2 separate regions of the Capsicum annuum genome follow, and region 2 is linked to region 1. The links are chromatin contacts, called in public Hi-C maps. All regions are on one chromosome and are shown on one strand. Each heading gives the region's core, a stretch centred on a gene start, on an enhancer-like site or on the middle of the called end of the contact. The rest is flanking DNA. Distances are from core to core; before and after follow the strand shown.

Region 1 (7,194 bases), core at 2,376-4,875:
AGTGTTCAGAGACAGTTATTATTCCTTTGTGGTTATTTTTCCAATGTATTTGACTCTTGGATTGTATTAGTAGTTCTTACACTATTGACACCTAGTTTTGGGCATGATTGGTGTTTTGGATAAGTTCTTTCCGCATTCTTATGATTATTTATATGGTTCGGCTTCATTCTAGAAGCCTTACCTTGGGTATTTCTATATTTTTCTCTATTCGTATCAGTTTGGGTGATAAGCTTACTTGTCAAGGTACGCCGCGACAAGTGCCATCATGATCCTCGTTTTTGGATTATGATATAAAATTAAAAAAAACATAAAACCTATTGGGAGAAATCTCCCCCTAAACAAAAATTCTTTAAAGACTATATTGTGGATGATATTGTGTTAAGGTATGAGAAGAGGGTCTTCTATTTATAGAGTTTCAAAACCTTTCTTCCAAGAAAGAGGTTAGCCAAATAAGGAAAAATTTTATATTTTCCTTTTAGGAAAAGTAAAAGTATTTATGGTTACTTTTATTTTCCTTACAAGAAAAAACAAAACTTAATTTTGGTAAGAAAATCAGGGCAAAAAGCCTAATAAATCTTTCCTTCACGTGATTCGTCTTTTTAACATCTTTGATCTTTGTTCTTCATATAGTCTTCATCACTGTTGCTTGGCATGATTAAAAATGGAGCTTTTGGATTAAAAATATATGAGCCTTTTCGGGTTAAAAATATATGAGCCCTTTGTAGGGATTAAAAGTGAGCTTTATTTTTAAATATATGACAGCAAGATTGTTGACTGAAATATCATCTCCACATGTAGTTGGACAAAAACATCATTATCGCCAAATTGATTGCAACTTGATTTGAAACCGATTTGAACCTGTTTAATCTCGTTTCACCAAATTATTGGAGCTTTGAACTGTAGGCTTTGATACCACTCGTTGGGTTTGAAATTGAGAGGGCGTCATGTGGAAGCTTTTAGTTGCCAAATCATAAAACGATAAATCAGACGACAAAAAACATAATACTAAAAGGCATATTATTAATATGGTTTGACCAAACGGCCTACATATTAAAAATAAAATTGAAAAAATTTAAAATCTATTAGGAGAAATCTCCCCCTAAAAAAAATTCTTTAAAGACTACATTGTGGATGTTATTGTGTTAAGGTATGAGAAGAGGAGTATGAGAAGAGGAGTCTTTTATTTATAGAGTTTCAAAACTTTTCCTTCAAGAAAGAGGTTAGCCAAATATGGAAAAGTTTTATATTTAAAAGTAAAAGTATTTATGATTACTTTTATTTTCTTTATAAGAAAAAATAAAACTTAATTTTAGTAAGAAAATCAGGGTAAAAACCTAACAGATATGTCACCTCCTTTAATTCTATAAAAATTGCATGATGTAAAACGAAAACGCACCAATAATGCACCAAACTTAAACTCTTGTCTCAATGAGCCAATAAAACTTGAGGTCTATTCCAATTAAAGTTCACTTACATACTTAAAAACTTTGACATGCTTTTCCTGAATAGCTTAACTACCCATTATACACTTGAGTATAAGTTGAGACATAACATACGAGTGTAGTACATTTTCCAAAGTTATTTTTCAAAAAAATTTCAAGAAATCTAAGAGATAATAGTAAAAGGAAAAGGCTAAGAAATTTCTAAAGGCCTGATTCTTGCATATTTTTAGAAGTATTTCAAATACCTACCTTAAAAACAATGATAAACTGATGACTTACAAAATGGATACTGATGCCATTCACATTCAGAAGGATAAAGTAACTATTAAATTGTTGCATCCAGCCAATGAATTTTATAATTCTACCAGTCTTGAGGAAGAAGGGTCATTTTGTATTAATTGAAGGTCAACTAAATAATTAAAATAACACTACTGTATGACATTTTAAAAAAAAATTAAGACTTTCCTAGGAAACTACTTTGGAAATATTTACACTTGTCTAGCAACTTTCAACATGTTCTTCTAACAAATATATTCAATAATTTCATACTCCCAAGTTAGTTAGCCTAGATCAGCATGTTAAAATCCAAAATGGTCAAAAATCTTGGACATCATTTGTTACAGAAAGGGATCTATATGATATGATATGGTTACTAAGTGTCTGTTTGAGATTATTTATTTTTCAAAATAAATATTTATTTTGAGAAAAAAATATTTTTTTTTAAAAAAAGATGTTTGATAAATTTGTAAAAATGTTCTTAAAAATAAGCAGAAGCAGTTTTTCTGCTTTTGGGAAGAAGCAGAAAATTATTTTTTTATAACAAAAATATCTCTATTACACACACACATATATATATATATTAACATACCTCACAAGTTTGACCTCCGCCCCACCAAAACTCCCCCTCCCCCCACACACACACAAAAAAAAATTAAATTTCTATTTAAAAAATTTTAAACTTTTTTCTTATCTCACTTCCCTGTCCCAACCCCTAACCAAACCCCACCTCAATCTTTTTTAGAATTTATTTTTTTAAAATATTTTAAATTTTTTTCTTACCCCACCTTCACCCACTTCCTACCCCTTCCCCCACAAGCTACCCTCATCCCATCCACCTGTCAATTTTCTTTTTATTTTTTAAAAAGTTTAAGAAATTTATTCATACCTCACCACCACCTCCAACTCCTACCAACAACCCCTCCCCACTTATCTTATTCGTTCTCATTATTTTGTGTTAAATATATACAAATTTTTTTAGAGAAAAAGATTCTATTTGTGTGATAAATACAAGAAAATAAATAAGAAACAATTTATTTTCCTAATTTTTTTTTTTTTTGAATTCCATAGTGAACACACTCGTAGAATACACAAAAGATGCATTCAAACTTTGTATTTATCATTGGTGTTAGGTTTCAAAACACCAAAAAGAAATAAAATTTGTTACAATAAAAAATAATCTAATTACACTTATTTTGATCTACTCTTATATTGATTTTGTTAGAATTTATATGAATTTAACGACTTAATATATTTACATGGCATAATTTGTGACAAATTAATAGGAAGAAACTATTTTATTAACAATTATTGATAAATTTAATATTTCTTACAATGAAGGATATTTTAGTAAACTTACAGGTTACGATACAGTACCATACCATCAAACCAAATAATAAAATTGCTATTAAACAACAATGAACAATACAGTTCATTCAGACATTGTATTGTGTTATACTGCACAATACAATATCATATCATACTATACCATACATTATGAAATCATGACAAACCACCATCCAAAGTGTAAGGAGTAAGAACTGGGGGTGTTGGATGGGTGGAGAGAAAAACAACTGATATGTTAATCGTTTGGTAGAGTGTATTGAAAAAAATAGTGCATGTATTAGTTAATGTGTATTATAAGTGCCTTGTTTGATACAATTTTTAGTCTATGTATAACTAATACAAGCATTAGTTATACACACTATTGTATATTGAAGGGTGTATTAATAATACACACCAGTTCCCATGTATTAGTAATACGAAATCTCTAACACATGCATTAATTTGTTAAATGATAAATTTACCCCTCTTTTCAGTTTTTTTTTTCTCTGAGTAGTTGCTACCTCCACTTTTTTGCTCCGTCTTGTAGCTGCTGCTGATTTATAGCTGTATTGCTGCTGCCTCCATGAAGATATTTGGCTTCCTGCGTGTTGCTGTTGCTGCTACTAGCTGATTTGTAGTTGTATTGCTGGTGCGTCCTTGGATTGTAGCTGATTTGTAGCTGTATTGCTAGTGCGTCCTCGGATTGTAGCTGATTTGTAGGTGTATTTAGGGCAGGGTATAAAATATCAAAAATCGAATTACTGAAAAATCGAAGAATTTGGTATTCGGTATTTGATATGGTAATTAGGAGTAAAATTTTAAAATTACGGTATTTGGGTTTGGAATTGGTAAAAGATATTACTACCATTTGGTATTTGGTATTTACCGAATATCAAATTATTGTTAACTGACTATAGTCTATACTCCATAGGCCACGAGTCCAAATTAATATTCTACAAAAAATCAAAAAAAGTCCACAACCTAAAAGTCTATAATACTATATTCATTTTAAAATTTTAAAATGAAAATCTCTTTTAAAATTTTTATTGTTAGCAGCAGTGGACAACATGTTCAAATATGAAGTTATTGTTTCATATTACTTGTGTTTTCTTCATTCTGGTTCTATCTATCAAGACAACCTGAACTTATCTAGTCTTGTTGCAACTTGTAGGTATATCTAAGTTATGTCCAGTGAGAGAGTTGATGCAGAGTTACTCATTTCCTGCTTTATCTAAGTAACTAAGTTATCAAAAAGGTTTGACGCTATGTTTTGTGATTTTAAATATCTCCTAAGTTATTTTTTATGAAAGGGTTGGTGAATTCTTTTATTTAAACTCACTCACTAGTCACTACGAGGCAAATATTTGAGGAACAAATGTGGCTATTATCTTCCGGAGCAATTGCTGCATTAAATAGTTATTATGTTAAATTATGATGAATGAGCTATGAAACATTACTGATGAAGTGTTAAAAAGTGTTATTTCTGTAAGGCATAGGGCTGAAACTTTATCTTGTGTTTTGATTTAAGTTCTAAAGAAAACTGTTACCGTTGGCCTAGAGTAGAGTCTACCAAATTTAAATTTAATATGGTCTTATCAAACACCGTACCGAATCAAAGTTTAATTTATCGATTACCGAATTACCAAATCGAAATTTAATGGTATGGTATTTGGTATGTACTTTCATTTACTGATTATTGAATTACCAAATTCGAATTATAATAATAGCGAATCGAATACCGAACGCCCACCCCTAACTGTATTGTTGGTGCGTCATCGGATTTTCCAGCAGTAGCTACTGCTACTGCTGTTCTTCAAAGAGAAGTAAAAAAGAAGGGTATTTTGGTAAATAAATATCTTTTTATAATAAAATATAAATATATATTATTTTTAATACATTGAACCAAACACTCTGTAAAAAATGATATTTGTATAACTAATACCAACATTACTAATACTTGCATTAATAATACAGTCATTATTAATACATTTTATTCAGAGTTATTTTTATGTACCCTACCAAACAACCCCTTATTGAACTCAATTTTCCCTACCTTCTTTTTAATGACACACCCTTATCTTTTTGGGCTTTGCCACACACTACCCATGTCATGTCACCTTTGGGCTTTGCCACAACATCATGGCCCATGGGGTTCAATTGTTCACAACAAACTATTTGGACTTAGAAAGGACACAATACTCTTTGGGCCTTTCAGCTTTATTCAAGTAAGATTATATTAGGAAAAATTACCTAAAAGAACAATTTAAGTTTTTAAATTATTAAAAAATTTGATACTTTAAAAATATTACATATATTTCAACATTTACTACTTTACTAAAAGTTGAGATACATGTTAAAAGCCCCTCATCCTACGCCTTTACTTTATCAAATTAAGAACGATTTCTCTTCATTCTATGCCATTATTTTAGGGGCCGGTTTCAATCTCATTTTTTCCTCTAATTCAAAATTTTGAAGTAAGGTAAAATTTTCCCCTAAAATCTTTTTCAATTTCTTCTAATCTTGGCTGACGATTTTATTTCAAAAAAAATAATAATTTGGGACTTTTTTTACAAAGTAATTTTTGGTGTTATGGACCAGTCGCCGGCGAATCTGGCGGAGCAGCCGGAAACTCCACTACAACCTCCGTCATCAACCAACGACGATAATGAAGTAACTCAAAAATTTAGAACGGCGGAAGAGTTAGTAGCTAAAGCTATAGCTCCTTTAAAGAGAGAGTATCTTCCCCCTCCACCTTCTAGACCTTCTACCAAGAACAAGGAGGACGTTGTTTGAATCCAAAATGATGATGTATCTGAGACTAAAAGTGCTCCCATTATTAAGGATAAGAAATCTAAACGACAAATGAAGCGTGAATGCCGCCAGGTTATTTTCATTATATATATATATATATATATATTTTTGAAAAAGGATTGATTTTGTTAGGCGAATTTGAATCAGAAGGTAAATAATTGAAGCTTGAAGAGAAGAGTTATTGAAGTTATTTCAAGAGATGTGCTTTCAGAGGTATTTGCATCTTCAGACATGACAATTTTAGGCCGAGATACATATTAAGACACTAAAGATACTTTTTTTAATTTCTTGTATCTTTTGTTCTCCGTTTATGTTTTTATATGTATCTCTTGTTTTTAAAATTTTAGTGGAATAAGCATATCAAAGATACATGTTAGTAAGTTTAAAGAAACATATTGTGTACGAGGATGTTTTGTATGTATCTCACATTATTTTTTTATTTTGATTCAATTATTTATACCAAAGATACATATTCTGTAAAACAACAAATACATTTTAAGTTTTTTGTATATCTGATTTTGTGTTATTGTGGATTTATGTATCTCTTGTTATTTCAGATCTGGATAACTTTAGGCTTAGATACATATTTAGATATACATGATACTTTTTTCAATATCTTGTATCTCTTGTTATCTCTTTAAGTTTTATATGTAACTTTTGTTTTAAAGTTTTAGTGAAATTATCATATTAAAGATGCATGTAGTAAGCTTAAAGATACATATTGTGTATGAGAGGTATATTATATGTATCTCGCATTATTTTATTTTTTTCGAATTCAAATATTTATATCAAAAATACATATTTTGTAAAACAATAGATACAATTTAAGCATTTTGTATCTCTAATATTGTGTTATTGTAGATGTATGTATCTTTTGTTATTGTATATATATAATTTCTTAATGTTCATACTTCTCTATATTTTTCTTTGCAGATTTGCCCTATATGTAATGATGATATATCATTCGCTAATGTCACCAAGGATCTATAGCTCTATGACACTTTGCATTATCAAATTATTATATTGAAAGCAGTCAAAGATTTATTGAATATGTCGAGAGAAATGCGCAAATTTTTTATTAACATATTCTATTGACATAAATTCTATTTGAATTGAGGTGTATGACCTTCATGTATGTTTATTGAGTATCCTTATATATAAACTTTCACTGTATTCAGAAAACAAACTACTTCCATTTCTAAGATGATCAAATACGGATACAGAATTTTGAATGCACGTTGATAAGGATAGGCTCCTGCTTTGACTATCTTGTGCAAATTGTCAAGTATCGCGCTGTAAAAGTTTTGTATTCAAGAGGTAAAATAAAAATTATATTGAC
Region 2 (6,354 bases), core at 2,038-4,537, 76 kb after region 1:
TCATGAAACTGGAGATCATATGATTACAAAATATAAATGGCAATAACATAATACAACTTAACATATTAAGTTATATTTGGTGATTCATATAAAAACTGGTTAATAATATAAATGGTGATTTATATGGTATTTGGCGATAAATATTAAAAATAATATTGTTATGTGATTCATATAAACCATTCGTGTAAAATTAGTTGATTCATATTAGAAATTAAAATTAACATGGTGATCCATTTTCAACATATTGGTTACAGTTTATTCAGGTTTAATCATTTTTAACTGGTGATTTATTTTAACCATTTAAAAAATGGAGATTCATATAATTAGTGATTTATTTAACTGGTTATTCGTGAAAGTGGAGATTCATATGATTACAGAATATAAATGGTGATAACAGAATACAACTTAACATATTAAGTTGTATTTGGTGATTCATATAAAAACTGGTTAGTAATATAAATGGTGATTTATATGGTATTTGGTGATACATATTAGATCACTTGTGATTGTTAACAAAATAGTGATGCTACATATCAATAGATAAAACTGAAAATTAGTGATAGATTATGTAAGTTGAACTACCCACAAAAGTACTAATACCAGATCTGCTTCTAAGATAGAATGTCATGACATTTTATACAAAAAAACTCGTTGTCATGATATATCCTGAAATTTTCAAACATAAAAAAACTGAAAAACCAGAATTCCACAAACATAAGAAATCAATATCTTTTTGTCACACAATAAATACTAGACAACTACGGTTCAACATCAATCATCTCTGTATCCTCAGATCGAATGAAAGTGCGTTTAGGCCTAGGCGGATCCTGGTTGTCACCAACATATCCAGTGCATGCCTTGTTCACACCATAGTCTCATAACAAGGATGCGTATCTTGTACGATGCTTTTTTGGATCAAACTTTGAAGATGGTATTTGATGTCGGTCACTTAAAAATTCAGCATATGCTGCAACAAACAAGCCACAATCCCTGAAAATAGAAAAGTAGGTATTTTATGTGTTGTCGTGAGCTCTTATTCAAAAGAATAAATGATACTTACAACGTATCACTTGATTGTTGTATAATTCCATCAATAATGTGAACATCAAATGCGTGCTGGTCCATCTTTTTCTTATATGCATCTAGAAGTGACCAGTTTGTGCGATCTTTTTTCTAAAAAAAAAATAAGATATTGTCAAATAAGTTGACAATATTTCAGCAAGCTCCTTTATTTCATTAGCATGACATCTATGACTTTTCAACGAACCATACACACGAATGCATCTTTTCTTGAGTACTATGACTGCCAACACCCAGTGAAACGACCCTTTATAATTTATTGGCACATACACCTCGTCTATCAAATGCCATGGAATACTAGATGGAATGCATAGTCCTTGCATAATCTCATAAATTGATCTCTCCATCGAAGCCACTTTCATTAAGCGAACGTTTTCGTCATGCAAGCTGAGATCAATCTCAGAATGACTTCGGTGATAATGAGTGTATGTATCATGGATATAGTTCATGAACACGCAATTCACAATGGTATATCTATATTCACTGGTTGTATCCAGTTTTGCTTTCTTTCTAAGATAGTAGAATACCACATCGATATACTCTAATATAAAACTAAGATGTGTAAGAACAGGTGATTCATTTAAGGCATACACAAGACTTGAAATATTAATTACTATAAAGAAAGATATAGTAATCACAACTCCGCATGAAACATAAAGACAAGCTAAATCTACAACAAATGTATCGAGTTGCACATCGCTTATAACAGGATGCAGCATAGAAATTAAATCTTGCTCATAAAAAAATGCAGCAGAATGTAGTTCAAAAGTTTTAAGCATTGGATATGAAGATCAAATCTTGCGCAAGAATAACCAAAACAATCATCACGACCAAAGGAATAAAGATCATAATATTATTTGATGAAACCTATACTTCAACCAGACTAGTCGGGTTTCGCTAGTACAAATCATCAACATTCATTTCCTTCAATCATCAACAAATAATAATAATCAGTTGTTTAAATGATAACACTAAGCCATGCTTCCTTATTAAATTTTCAAGTTAAATTCAAGTTAGACAACATATGTATCACAGTAACACATATGAGACCCAGATGTATCACTATGATACATCTGCTACCAGAAAAGCTATATTCATACTGCAAACATTAAATTTTTTGGGTCTTGTTGTAAAAATCAGTTTGTGCTTAAATAATAAAAATTAATAAAAAAGTTAATTGCTATATATATATTTCTCTGAGGCATACCTCATCATTCCAACAATTACTTGATTGCGCCAAATAATTATATGAATCACCAGTTAAAAGAATCAGTCAAATGAATCACTATTTGTGAATCACCAACACAATATATGTATCGCCAATTAAAATATCATTTTAGTGTTTCACCCATATGAATCACCCAAAAAAATATGAATCACCAAGTAATCAATTAATCTGTAATTATATGAATCACCCATATGAATCACCAGTTAAAAAAATCAGTTATATGAATCACCATTTATGAATTAGTTGCGAAAATAATACCTGATCAGACGGAAATTTGTTCAATTTCATCCTGATATTCCATTTGCATGTCGGAAAATTAATTTTTAGCAGCTAAAGCTTCTCTAAAAATCTTTAATTATTCAGGATCGTTTCGCTGCTTTGATCTATTTTCACTAAAACCTAATTTGGTGTAATCAAAATTGCCAGTAAAACCCACTACTTGATTACTATAATGAACAACTTTTTGAGTTTCAATTTGTGAAATCCCCAAGCTGAATGAGGGTGAATCTTCATTATCCATTGAAGATAAAATAAATCAACACAAAAGGATTTTAAAGCACAAATCAAAAGCTAACCTCTTTGAAGAAGTTGCCAATTTTTGAAATTAAAGGATGAACGATTACGGTTGAACTGAAGTTGACTCAGAATCTACTAAAATGGGAGAGATTTTAAGGGAGTAATTTGTGGGAAAAAAAAGGATGATGCGTAAAATGATGAGAGAGATGAGAGTGAAAAGTGGATAGAAAATAGGGTGTTCAAGTTATAACATATGTATCACCAGTAAATATGCAAATAGGAATTTTATGTAATTTTTAAAATATTAAGATATATTAGGTAATATGATGTCTTAAATATGGGATTTATGTAATTTTTCCTAATAATTAACCCAAACCAACCATAAACACACCTACCGACCCAGTTGTGATTTGGACTCATTCATCATATTAGGCCCAAGTCCAAGATCCAAGATCCAAGTTGCAATATAAGGAAAATGATAAATTGCTTATAAAGACAAATAAACCCCTGAGGTATTGAATAGAGAGAGTTAAGAGGTTTAAGCTAAACGTTTGAGTCGTTTTGTTTTGCGTACCCCAAATCTCGACGGCGATTTCTGCGTCTCTGTCGAGAACCAAAATAGGTCAGTGAAGAGAACCCATTTAAGTTTTTCTTTAATGCAATATGTAGCTAATTTGTAATCTTGAAAATTGAAAAAATTGCATATAATTTTATACAAAATATGTTTGTTGTAGTTGATTATTTTAGTTTTGGGTTGATTGTTGATTGCATTGACTATTTTTGATGCTTTTAGGTAGTCATATACTCTCTCTGTTTTAATTTATTTGTTTGGTTTTGACTTGACACGAAACTTTTGAATGTTAGTTCTATTAACCTAAATATATGTGAAATGTATTAAAATACTCTCTAATCTTATGTTTTTAACCTAATTATATGTGAAATTTACCAAAATACCCTTTATCTTATGTTCCTATATCTTATTTACTAGAACCGGTTGCTACCAGTCAAGCCATTAGTCGAGGAAAAAAAACTAGTTAGTATAACTAGCAGTTGCTGCTGCAGAATAAACCAATTTCAAAATGGGATAAATTGATGTCATGTGGAATGTTGCTAGTAAATAGTTGCCAAAAAGGAAAGAGTCATTCCTTTTGAAATGGACGGAAAAGGAAAGTAAGGCAAATGAATTGAAATGAAGGGAGTAATAATTAAAATTACCTTTATGGAGAAAAAAGTTTGTCAAATAATTGAAATGCCACTTGCACCCAAGGAGGTGGCGTAGTAGTCAATGAAAAAGTGGGCTAAGAACTTGCGTTCTTAGGTTCAAATTTCAGCAAAGACAAAAATGCTAGGTGATTCTTCCCATCTACGTTAGCCTTGATGGACAGAGTTACTTGATATTTGTTATTGATGGGAGGTGACAAGTATCCCGTGGATTTAGTCAAGGTGCGTGGAAACTAGCCTGGACAACATGGGTATTAAAAAAAGAAAAAGAAAAAGAAAAAACTATGTAAAATGTTTCAAAATGCCCATTAATTTTGTAGTCTTAAACAAGCTACGGGGAAAGAGAATGATCATTCTTTATGAGATGGACTTTAGTTTTAGTTTTGGGTTCCTTTGGTTGATTATTGATTGCATTTACTTCTTAGCGATCACGGTTTTGATGATTTTAGGTAGTCAAAGAATTGAAAAGATCACTTGGTAATATACCCCCTTTGTTTCAATTTGATTGTCCGAGTTTTTCTTGGTACGGAGTTTTTGAAAGTAAACAAGACTTTTGAATTAAAGATGTGTGGAATGTACCAAAATTACCTTTAATCTTGTGGTTTTCAACAAGCCTTGTGGGAAGTCAGTATTAAAGAGTTGCCAAAAAAAGAACGAAAGGTGCTTTTTTTGGAAACGGACTAAAGAGGACATTAAGGCAAACAAATTGAAACTGAGAGAGTAAACAAAATGGGGTTTGTAGAAGACAAACCTTGTTTGAAGTTTCACTAATAATTCCAATGTACTTAATTTCAAAAGGAAGAAAAATGTATGGAGTTTGGGTTAATATACTTATTTTGGACGATCTTTTTTGTTTGTTTGATTTTGACTTGGCATAGAGTTTAAGAAAATAAAGAAAACTTTTGAATCTTGTGGATATGTACAATGTATGAAAATGTTTTTTAATTTTGTGGTCTTAAACAAGCCATGTGTAAAGTTAGGATTAAAGAACTGCCAAAAAAAGAAATCATTCTTCTTGAAACTGTTAAAAAGTAAATTAAGACTTAAATTGGAATGGAGAGAGTAAACAAAATGGGGTACAGAAGGCAATCTTGTTTGAAGTTCCACTAATATTTTCAATGTACTTGTTTTGGAAAGGAAGAAAAATATATGGAGTTTAGGGTTAATATGTCCATTAATTAGATGGCTGTTTGTGTATAGTATGCTTAGATAGTCAAAGAAATGTATTATGCTTATATAAGTTGTGGGGATATTTGTGTGTGTGTGGGTGGGTTTTACTTTTGGTGTTCTTTGGATTGCAGTAACGTCTAATAGGTATACTGTTTTAATGCATTTAGGTAGTCAAATAATTGAAAAGCCACTTACTAATATATACAAAATGGGGTTTACATTAGACTTGTTTGAAGTTTCACTAATAATTTTAATGTGGTTGTTCTGGAAAGAAAGAAAAATATATGGAGTTTGGGGTTAATACGTTCATTAACCAGATGGCTGTTTGTGTTATAGTATGCCTTGATAGTCAAAGAAATGTATTAGGCTCATGTTAATAATGGGGAAATTGAGAAATTGATACCAAGATAGACACTGCTGACAGTAGACTGTAGAGAAGTTTATTTATGAATTTGAAAGTCATGAGGTACTTGTCACAAGAAATTTCATGTCTTTTTACCAATTTTAGAAAAAAAGAAAAAGAAATTGCAAGTTTATGATGTTGTAACTCAATTTTTCACTTCAGCCCCAAAGTTGGTTGAAAATACTTAGTTTTAAATATGTTATTTGTTGTTGAAATTGGAACAGAATAATTTCATTTAGTGTTCTTTTGGGTACTTGTTTTTCTGTTTTCATCGAGAACGAGCTTGTATATGGTTAATTTTTGTAGATATTCTTTTAGGATTGTTCTGCTTGAGAACAAGCAAGGGCATACAACTAGCTGAAGAAAGGCCATAATATTGAGTTCATAAAGCAGAGAAACAACTTGTTAATAGTCCTAATTTGTCTACTGTAAATGCAAAACTTCACGCTGCTTGATTCTTGTTATGGTTTGTACATAATGGGAGAAAAGTTGTATTTCCTTCACATTCCTTATTACATCCTTCACTTAACTAACTGCGTTTCTTTAGGTCTTGTGGGTATAACTAATTGTATGCTAATTGTTTATTAATATTGATCAGAGTCATTTCATTTGAAGAAGAGATGGAGAAGAGCCCGGCACCATTTTCAGAAATTGGCAGACGGGCAAGAGGTAATGATTCACCATCATTTAATGAATACTGATGCTTTTGACACTTGTTAGGAAGGGAAAAAGAAGT

Evidence for each region. Hi-C and Micro-C count contacts between places; a contact is called where the count stands out from the background.
Region 2: a Hi-C map of bud shows a contact between it and region 1, with 2.0 times the contacts expected there. The contact joins the promoter of LOC107855213 here to the enhancer-like site in region 1. A contact is called at or near these places in 2 of 5 Hi-C or Micro-C datasets (bud and placenta).

Annotation. Positions count from the first base shown.
Region 1 is chr7:35,451,201-35,458,394 of UCD10Xv1.1, forward strand. No RefSeq gene overlaps it. Among protein-coding and RNA genes, the nearest start is that of LOC107877780, 12 kb to the right of the region's middle. Within about 2 kb of position 3,626, at least 5 of the 5 cell types and tissues checked have an H3K27ac peak or open chromatin away from gene starts, as enhancers often do. A contact at or near this core is called in bud, where this site is marked.
Region 2 is chr7:35,527,061-35,533,414 of UCD10Xv1.1, forward strand. It overlaps LOC107855213 (mitochondrial outer membrane protein porin 4), which reads left to right and starts at 3,288. Exons shown (of 7, transcript XM_016700205.2): 1 at 3,288-3,446; 2 at 6,217-6,287. The coding sequence starts at 6,239.